Linked DNA regions of Mus musculus: regions 1 and 3 are each linked to region 2. Evidence: chromatin contacts called from public HiChIP or PLAC-seq and promoter capture Hi-C data. All regions are on one chromosome and are shown on one strand. Each heading gives the region's core, a stretch centred on a gene start, on an enhancer-like site or on the middle of the called end of the contact. The rest is flanking DNA. Distances are from core to core; before and after follow the strand shown.

What was found. Promoter capture Hi-C pulls out the DNA fragments that hold promoters and counts their contacts. HiChIP or PLAC-seq counts read pairs in DNA pulled down with a chosen protein or histone mark.
Region 1: an H3K27ac HiChIP or PLAC-seq map of embryonic stem cells shows a contact between it and region 2, with 5 times the contacts expected there. The contact joins the enhancer-like site here to the promoter of Tpd52l1 in region 2. A contact is called at or near these places in 7 of 39 promoter capture datasets (the 3T3-L1 cell line, embryonic stem cells, hippocampal neurons and 3 more) and 1 of 115 datasets of contacts at active chromatin or transcription factors (embryonic stem cells).
Region 3: a promoter capture Hi-C map of stem cell-derived epiblast-like cells shows a contact between it and region 2, with 3 times the contacts expected there. The contact joins the enhancer-like site here to the promoter of Tpd52l1 in region 2. A contact is called at or near these places in 6 of 39 promoter capture datasets (the 3T3-L1 cell line, embryonic stem cells, hippocampal neurons and 3 more) and 1 of 115 datasets of contacts at active chromatin or transcription factors (epiblast stem cells).

What each region holds. Positions count from the first base shown.
Region 1 is chr10:32,638,740-32,641,710 of GRCm38.p6, reverse strand. The region is part of intron 1 of Nkain2 (Na+/K+ transporting ATPase interacting 2); the gene reads left to right. Among named protein-coding and RNA genes, the nearest start is that of Nkain2, 250 kb to the left of the region's middle. Within about 2 kb of position 1,305, at least 5 of the 459 cell types and tissues checked have an H3K27ac peak or open chromatin away from gene starts, as enhancers often do. A contact at or near this core is called in embryonic stem cells, where this site is marked.
Region 2 is chr10:31,444,560-31,447,529 of GRCm38.p6, reverse strand. It overlaps Tpd52l1 (tumor protein D52-like 1), which reads left to right and starts at 1,572. Exons shown (of 8, transcript NM_001359364.1): 1 at 1,572-1,818. The coding sequence starts at 1,800.
Region 3 is chr10:33,373,900-33,377,116 of GRCm38.p6, reverse strand. All of the region lies in intron 21 of Trdn (triadin), which reads right to left. Among named protein-coding and RNA genes, the nearest start is that of D830005E20Rik, 120 kb to the right of the region's middle. Within about 2 kb of position 1,321, at least 13 of the 459 cell types and tissues checked have an H3K27ac peak or open chromatin away from gene starts, as enhancers often do. A contact at or near this core is called in epiblast stem cells and stem cell-derived epiblast-like cells, where this site is marked.

The sequences.
Region 1 (2,971 bases), core at 56-2,555, 1.2 Mb before region 2:
AATTGATATGCTGTATATTTAGTCTCATTTACTATTTTGAACCTAAAGTACCAATTTTAAGGAAGGCATGTTTTAGATCATAATGTACTTTTTAAAGGATATACATTCCCTTTAGACAACAGTCAAATAAATGGAGAAAAGAAGGAAATTCAAATTTCAACTCAGTTATTTCTACAGAATACATAGTTTTAATTGCATTGTTCAAGTAATCTTAAATTATAACCTACTTCTAGGCTAGAGTGTTTCATAGCTTTTTATGTAGAAGATCTAAAATAGGGGGAAGTAACTTTTAGTTTTATACCAAGGTCCTTTGTTGGTATAGTTCCTTTGTCCAAGTCATTAGCACCCTTTTACTCCTCCCCTCTTCTCTCTATAGCTGAAATGAAGAGTTTGACATAATTACTACTTCTTGATACAGTTAATACATCCAGTAAGTGTTGATAATCTGAGATATGCAAGAAGAAACTTAGGTATGTCTTAGGATAAAGTATTGTCACAGTAAATATCCCTCGAACTCTAGAAAAATTCTGACATTACATCACATATGCAGGTGTGTATATAAAAAAACACAAACAAACAAAACCCAGTTACATAAGTAAGATCAGCCCCTTCCCATTCCCAGGCCATCCAAACTTCTTGGCCTAAAAGAATGTAGCTGTCTCTTGTGAGACTATGCCAGGGCCTAGCAAACACAGAAGTGGTTGCTCATGGTCAGCTATTGGATGGATCACAGGGCTCCCAATGGAGGAGCTAGAGAAAGTACCCAAGGAGCTAAAGGGATCTGCAACCCTATAGGTGGAACAACAATATGAACTAACCAGTACCCCGGATCTCTTGACTCTAGCTGCATATGTATCAAAAGATGGCCTAGTTGGCCATCAATGGAAAGAGAGGCCCATTGGACACGTAAACTTTATATGCCCCAGTACAGGGGAATGCCAGGGCCAAAAAGGGGGAGTGGGAAGGTGGGGGGAGCAGGAGGGTATGGGGGACTTTTGGGATAGCATTGGAAATGTAAATGAGGAAAATACCTAATAAAAAATATAAAAAAAAAGAAAAGAAAGAAAAGAATACATTTTAACCTGGTAATTTTCCTCTTTAAAAGACAGATACTTAAAATAGAACATTTAGAGGCAGGATTTTCCCCTGAAATTTACATCTGACTGGTCTTGTACTGTTCTGTTATTATTTAAAATGCAGAAGTTTACAGATCAATAGTACCGCATTGCTTTATTTCAGGATGTGGGTTTTGGCTCTTGCAGGATTTTTACATATGATAATTTACCTGTGACTTTCCTCTTTAGGAAAAGAAATCAGTGAAGTAGCATTGGTTAGCAGCCCCGGGCCCACAGGCTCACAGTGATGCAAAGTACTTTACTTATTGTTGGCTTTCCTGCCTGTCTTATAAAATGCTGAGTCAAAGAAAAGCGAGCAGGTATCTCTGTGTTAGTAATGGTACAAAGAATGCAAAGGCAAATGATGCACACAAAAAATATATATAATATAAAATAAAATTATCAAAATAAAAGATAAAATAAAAGTATCAAAAATTACTGAAACAATTAGACACAAGAATACAGGAAAACCTTGTTATCTGGTTCTATTAATTGAGAAGAATTTTTTTTTTTTTACATTCATGGAGACAAGGTTGCTTTATTTTTATGAAAAACAAGTTCAAAAACACTTCAAAGGAATCAAAGGTATCTAAACTAAACATTTTATGCAGCAACTGTGTGCAGTCTAGCAGTGATATACATACTCCTGCATCCCATAGAACTCTCACCTTTATTCATGAGAAAGGCTTATTAAGGAGATATTACATATATATGCTTCTTTGCTAGCTAAGTAGTAGAAATTAAGATTTTCATGTAATACATATATTGCAGAACATGCAACTCAACTCTGTAAAATAGTCTGTATCCTTTATGTAGAGTTAAATGTGCTTCACTGAAGCCTTAAACTATCTTGAATGATTATTAAAATATAAATACCTATTATCTGTATTTCTATAATTTTGCTCACCTCTTATCAGTTACCATATTTAGGGACTTTAAAAAAAAAACTAAACGAATATTTAAGTAGTTTAGTAGATTGCTTTAAGTGACTGCTTAGAGCTCTTGGACTTCAACTGTATCTCACCATTATAAAAATGTGCTCTTTTAAGAAGTATCCAAATCAGAAAATTCTAAGAATTGGTTAACAAAGGTTAAAACATAACTGGAGCATGGAAAGGGAGGAACTGATGAGCAGATTGCTGATAAGTAACCTCTGTGCTCACTAAGAGAACAACATCTGACCAAAGGAAAGAAAGGCCTTTGAATTATTAACAGACTATTCTGAGACATTGTTGGCAATTCAGTGGGGTCATGAAGGCTGGCAGGTTGTCATAGTAACAGAGATGATGAGACCAAATGTATAGCCCTCCTACAAAAATGAGTCTAACTGCTGCTTTTCATATTCTAATGGCTGGTCCAGAATTTCTAATAGTAACATTATTGGAGTGGAACATATTTTCTAGTTTAATTACATATACTTCTCTGTAGGCAGAGCCGTTATAAATGTATTTTCTAAATGTATTCTAGAGTATGCTTCTGTAGGAAAGCCTTCCCACAACTGAGGTTTTAAATTTGTATTTGAGAACTCATGGAATGTGTTATTTATTCATATTTCACAATGGTATTACTGACCCATTATTCTGTAGTGATTGACTTCTCTAGTGGCTCTCAAGGTTTGTTAGAGTCAACTGCCTCTGTAGTCTCATGATTTTAATCACTGCTGTTGAGAAAAATGCCTGGGAGACTCTATTTCTGATGTGTTTTTTTATTGTTGTTCTAAGAAACACTAACTTTCTTGTAGCTGATTGCACCCTAAGTAGAAACCAAAACAGAAAGAAGTAGAGAGAAATTAATAATGACTGGGACACATGTGCTTATAATAGTTAATAATTGATGCAAATTAAAAGGAAGTAAAG
Region 2 (2,970 bases), core at 323-2,822:
TTTCAATAGGTCATGAACCCCTTGAAAGGGAGAATTGTGCCCTTCACTTATAGCCTTGGAATCTAGCCAAATCCCTGTTGCAAGGAATGAATGTCCAAGTCTTATGATTATTTAAAAAAAAATGGTCAAAATGTTAAAGGGGCAGTAGCTTAAAGTTTTAGCAATCAGAAATGAGCCAGATGAAAGTAGGTGGCCTAAGATGAAAAGTCAGGAGCTATTTTTAGCTTTTAACAGCTGGGAGTCAACTGTTGTGACTTGGTGTTTAATTTCTAGGATTAAGACGACCAGAAAACCTGAATAGACTCTAAAAGTGATTTCATCATCCAGTAGCCACTTTGTACCTGCCTGGTAACTTTCACTAAAAGTCATTATAGGGTAAATGTCATGAAATTGATTACATACCTATGAGATCTTCAACACAAAACTGAGAAAAACAAACAGACAAACCACCCAACCCAAACCACTGGCATGCTCGTGTGCATGCCACAAAACCACCAGTATTCTTTCTTTCAAGGGAAAGGACACCCATTTTTGTATTTTATCCTGTAACTTTGAGAGTAACTTGGGTGTGGTAAAAATACGACTTTTTGATTGATTAATCACTATCTTTCCTGAGTGTAAATCTACTTGAGGCTCTTTGGCAGAAATTACAGGAGATTTAATATAATAAACACCTTCAATCTCACCAGACTCCCCCATCTATTTTATAGAGAAAGAGAATGACACCCTTTCACGCAAAATTGCAAATTATGTAACACCAAGCATAAGAAAATGCTAGACTGTTTCATGAAGTTTGTGAGACGCTGAGGAAAAGGAAGTACGTAGAGACTGGTGGGGGTGACGTGTGAGCGCCCATTCATACTGTTAGCTTTCCAGTTACACCAGCAGACAAGCCTTGACACAGGACTGAAGTTTTAGTCTTCTCTGAAAAGGACTCCTACACCAATCTAGTGACACAGCCTACAGGCTCGGGATAACAAGACACATGTCCTATTAATGTGTCTTAGGCTCCATGTTCCTTTGTCACTTTTCACTCGGATTTGCTTGTAACACCAAACTCAGTTTTTCTTCTGCCTGTTGGAGTAAACAAAAATCTCAAAATATTGCAGCCCCTACCCCCCACGCCAGCACTGCCCAGTTTCGTTTCAAACTAGATTCATGCCCAACACCCTAAGTGCAATATAGTGTGATGAACTTTATAGAAGAAGTATACACATTACATAACCTTAATAAACTGTGTTTTTGTCCGAGCACTGTATGCTCAATGTTAAATGAGCCAATTACATTAAGTAAGGGTTCTATAAATGGGCATATAACAAAGTTATATAATGGTCAGTTGACAAAAAGAATATGGTACTGGGGCGCCCAGGAACCTAACCTGACTGTCTCCACCAGGACCAATGGCTCAGCATTGTACCCCTGCGCTCCCTACCTCCTTCCTGCCAAGGCATTTGTGTCTTGTGGGCTTCTGGGCTATGGTGTTGGTTGTCTGCGCGTTTGTGTGCTGGAGGGGAAGCCTCCCACTGGGTGCGCAGAGCGGCCGGCAGGTGGCGCCCGACCTGGCGTTCTCGGTTGCGCTGTGTAGCCTAGGTGGATTGGAAGGGGCGGAGGTAACCAGCAGCGGCCAGTGGTGGCCGCCGCCAGTACCCCGCCCCCTCCACGAATGCTCGCGACACGCGCGCCGGGAGAGGGCACGGGCGGCGGGGCTAGCTGTCTTCCGAGCTCGGGAATCGCTACCATCTGCTGCTCTGCGAGGAGTCCGCGTGTTCTCCGCGGTGCTCAGCTCCAAACCGGCCACCATGGAGGCGCAGGCACAAGGTGGGTGGTCGCCGGTCGCCCCCGAGGTCTGGTCCTCAGATGTACAGAGAGACTATTTTCCTTCAGTACCTAACTTTACTCCGGGACAGACAGGGACATCCTACGCAGACGGAACTCTGCGCCTACGCGCGCCTTCGGGATCCTTTGCTTGACTCAGATTTTGCGGTGGGGCTGGGGACCAGGGAAGGGCTGAGGACTGAAAACAGAGTAGCGGGTCTGCAGGGATTGTGTCCTTGTCTGCACTATCCCTTCCAGCAGTCAGTGGGCCATACTTCCTCGTCCTGGAAGGTGTTCAAAGGACCTGTTGTTCAGGCTCCGGATGTCTGCGCTGTTCTTCCCGGGGAGGCGTGGGGAGAGCCGGATCTTCTGGACTCCGGCCTTGGGGCTCACCTCTTGCAGTTCACAAATGCGGGCGGGGGTGACGCGGACCCGAGAGGTGGTGGTTTTGTGGAGACTCAGTGTCCCTGCTATTCGAGGGCTGCAGCGTGGGAGGATTGGCCTTCAAAGGCAAGAGAGCTTCACATTTCCCCCCAACCCCCAACCCCGCCCCCGACATCCAGATTGATAACCCTATCCCAGTTTTTCGTGTTCTTAGAAGAGTCGCTTTCCCACCCCACCCCACCTCACCCCCCACCCCAGCCGCACCCAGTGCCTGCCTTAATTGAGGGTTGGTCACCTGCTCTCCGTGCTCAGGGTGTTCGCTGGAGGAATCCAGAGAACTCTAGGATCATTCAAAATAAGAGTAAAGGGATCTTAGAAAGGATCAGAGATTGCCTTTATTATTATTATTATTATTATTATTATTATTATTATTATTATTATTATACCTAAGTTCACTGTAGCTGACTTCAGACACACCAGAAGAAGGTGTCAGATCTCATTATGGATGGTTGTGAGCCACCATGTGGTTGCTGGGATTTGAACTCAGGACCTTCGGAAGAGCAGTCAGTTTAGAGCAGGCCCTTTACCTGCCGAGCCATCTCATCAGCCCAGAGATGGTCTTATGTGGAGTGAGGGACAGGGAGGACGAAAGCTCTCGGAAATTCACTTTGGAAGCAGCACTCAGAAGGAATGGTTTGCATTAATGCCATCATGACCACCTTTCCTCGCACTGAGGAATTTTGTGGTGCCCTTTTAAATACATAATGCTTT
Region 3 (3,217 bases), core at 72-2,571, 1.9 Mb before region 2:
ATTTGGTGACAAGAAATGTCCAGTTGAGAATCATTCTCCTCCATTATTTGGTGATCGCATTTATATTTGCTTCATGTGTATATATTTTAGAAAGCTTCTAATGAATTAAGCCTCCACACTACCCCTCAATAGATACCTTTTAGCTGTCTCTCCCTGTATTCCATACAACTCATATCCTCCCCATTTGATCCTCCTAGTCTAGTCTCCGTTCATCCATAATTATCTGTTTTATTTTCCTATCTGTTCCCTTTACTTTCTTTCTCTATATCTATCCTGTTATTCTACAGATTGTAGATTGAATATTATTAAATTGGCAGCCATTATCTTCACATAAGTGAATGCATATGACATTCATCTTTTCGAGTCTGGTATACCTCACTCTGGAAGTTTTCCATCTGGTTCCATCCATTTGCCTACAGATTTCATGATGTAATTTTTTTAGCAATACTCAATTGTGCAAATATATTATTTTTTTATTCATTCCTCTGTTGAGTGACATCTAGCTTATTTGCAAATTCTGGTTATTGTGAATAGAGCAGCAATCAACATGGTTGTACAAGTGTCTCTATGGTAGGATGAAGCAGCTACCACAAGAGTCGTATAGGTGAATCTTGAGGTAGATTAATTCCCATCTTTCTGAGGAATCACCATACTAATTTTCATAGTGGGTGTGGTGTACAACTTTGCACTCCCACCAGCAAAGGATGAGTGTTCCTCTTATACCACATTCTATCCAGAATGAGCTGTCACTGTTTTTTGTTAATTTTAGCCATTCTCATTATGTGAGATGAATATTCAAAGTGCTTTTGATTTGCTTTTCCCTGAGAAAATAGAAGTTGACCATTGTTTTACTCTTTTTTTAATTAGATGTTTTGCTACATCCACTCCAGTGAAGTCTGTTTGACAGGTCGAGAGGCCTGGAAGCACTCACCAGGCAAAGAGTTTCAAGGAAACTCAACCTCCTGGAACCTTGGCATTCTCATAACCCATATACTCATACCCTATCCCCACGTTACTCTGGTATATGGATCCACATGCTCTCTTTCAGTATTGTTTTATTATAAATGCCTTCAAAGAAAGAATTCTGACATAGGTAAGGGTCCACCAGTGTTCAATGTACTAGAAAATCCTTGAAGCTCATGAGCTTGGAATTCAGTAGGAATTCAGTAAGAATGTTGCCTATTCAGTAACATTCAAATTTACTTCTAGTAGAGACAGTGAAACTAATTAGGCATTACAAAGAACTGAGCTAGAATATCTCAGGGCTAGTCTGCAGAGTGAGTACTTAGGACAGTAGCCAGTCTCACCCAAACAAAGGAATACACAATGGCCTAGTGAATGGGTAGGTTTACCATAAAAGAGTTAGGGAATCCCCCTGGGACAGATTTCTTCCCTAGGCCCAAAGAAACAGCATAAATCAGGCATTTACTAAGAACCCCTGGTGGTGGGCTTAACAATAGACTAGCATTTACTTAGTGGTAAATAGGACCTGGCCCCAGCCATCTTTTGATGTTTACATTCCTTTTGTATTGTGTCACTGTAACTCAGCTGATGAGTCTCTCCTTGTTTCTTGTTACTCTTCTGTATAAAAAATTTGATGCTCGATTTGAAAAATTACACTCAAATTCAACACGTTCTCTCATGTAGTATTTGGTTGTCATTCGCTGATTCCTTGCCCACCTGAAACTAGAGACCCGTTCCATGAAGATAGGAGACCCAAAAAAGGGGTAAGTCTCCAGCAATGTTTCTTGGTTTACATTTTAAATGCTATCCCCTTTCTTAGTTTCCTCTCTGAAATTCCCCTATACCCTCCCCCCTCCCCTGCTCCCCACCCACCCACTCCCACTGGCTGGCATTATCCTATACTGGGGCATGGAATCTTCACAAGACCATTTTAAAAAGTGTTTCTTAGATATTTTAAGTTTCCTCTATTGAGAATTTTGTTTAGAGTTGTTCTTCATTTTATAATAGGGCTACTTTCTTTAAATGTAGCTTCTTGTGTGCTTTATATGTTTTGGATGTTACCTACTATCAGATGTGTATTTGGTGAAAATCATTTTCCATTTTCTAGACTGCTGCTTTGTCCAATTGATACATCCTTTGCCATGTGGATTCTTCTAAGTTTCACGAGGTCTATTTAATAATTGATTATCTTAGTATCTATGCAAACCTATTCTGCTAAAAAAATTTAAAAAAAAAAGTTCTGTTCTTCTGTGCCAGTGAGCTCAAAGCTTGTTCCCATTTTTTTCATCTATTAGATTGAGTGTATATGGATTTATGTCTTTTATCCATTTAGAGTTCATTTATATGCAACCATCCAGGTTGGCCATCATTATTCATTGAATATACTCCTTCCTTCCAGAATGTATATGGCCTTCATATGAAAAATGAGGTGTCCATTGGTATATGGATTTCCATCTGGGTCTTGCATTCAGTTCCACTTATCAGTGTGTCTGATTTCCTGCTATTACACCTTTTTTAAAGCATGCTTTTTAGTGTAATTTGAAATTAGAGATGGTAATGCCTCCCATAGTTCTTTTATTATTCAGTATTGTTTTAGGTATATGGGGTTTTTGTGTTTTCATGTGAACCTAAAAATTTCCATGATTTGTGAAAATTTTGTTAGAATTTTAATAAGAATTTCAATGAAACTGTAGATTGCTTCTGGTATGATGACAATTTGAGGACTTGAGATCCTTCTATCTGCAGATATCTTCTTTCATTTATTTCACAGAGACTTGAAGTGTTTTCATCATACAAGTCTTTTACTTGTTTGTTTAGAGATACTCCCAAGAAACTTTATATTATTCAAGGCTATTGTGAAAGGTGTTATTTCCCTGATTTTCTTTTTTTGTTTGTTTTGGGTTTTTTTGTTTTTTTGGTTTTTTTTTTGTTTGTTTTTGTTTTGCTTTGTTTTGGTTTTTTTCGAGACAGGGTTTCTCTGTATAGCCCTGGCTGTCCTGGAACTCATTCTGTAGACCAGCCTGACCTTGAACTCAGAAATCTGCCTGCCTCTGCCTCCTAAGACACCTGGCTTCCCCCCACCCCCCGATTTTCGTTTGAGAATGTTTGTCATTTGTATATAGGAGGGCTACTGATATTTATTAGTTTGTTTTGTATCCAGAACCTTGCTGAATTTATTTGCTGTAGGAGTGTCCTGGCAGAACTTTTTGGCTCAGTTATGTATACAATCATATTCCAATCTTCCTTCTGTTCA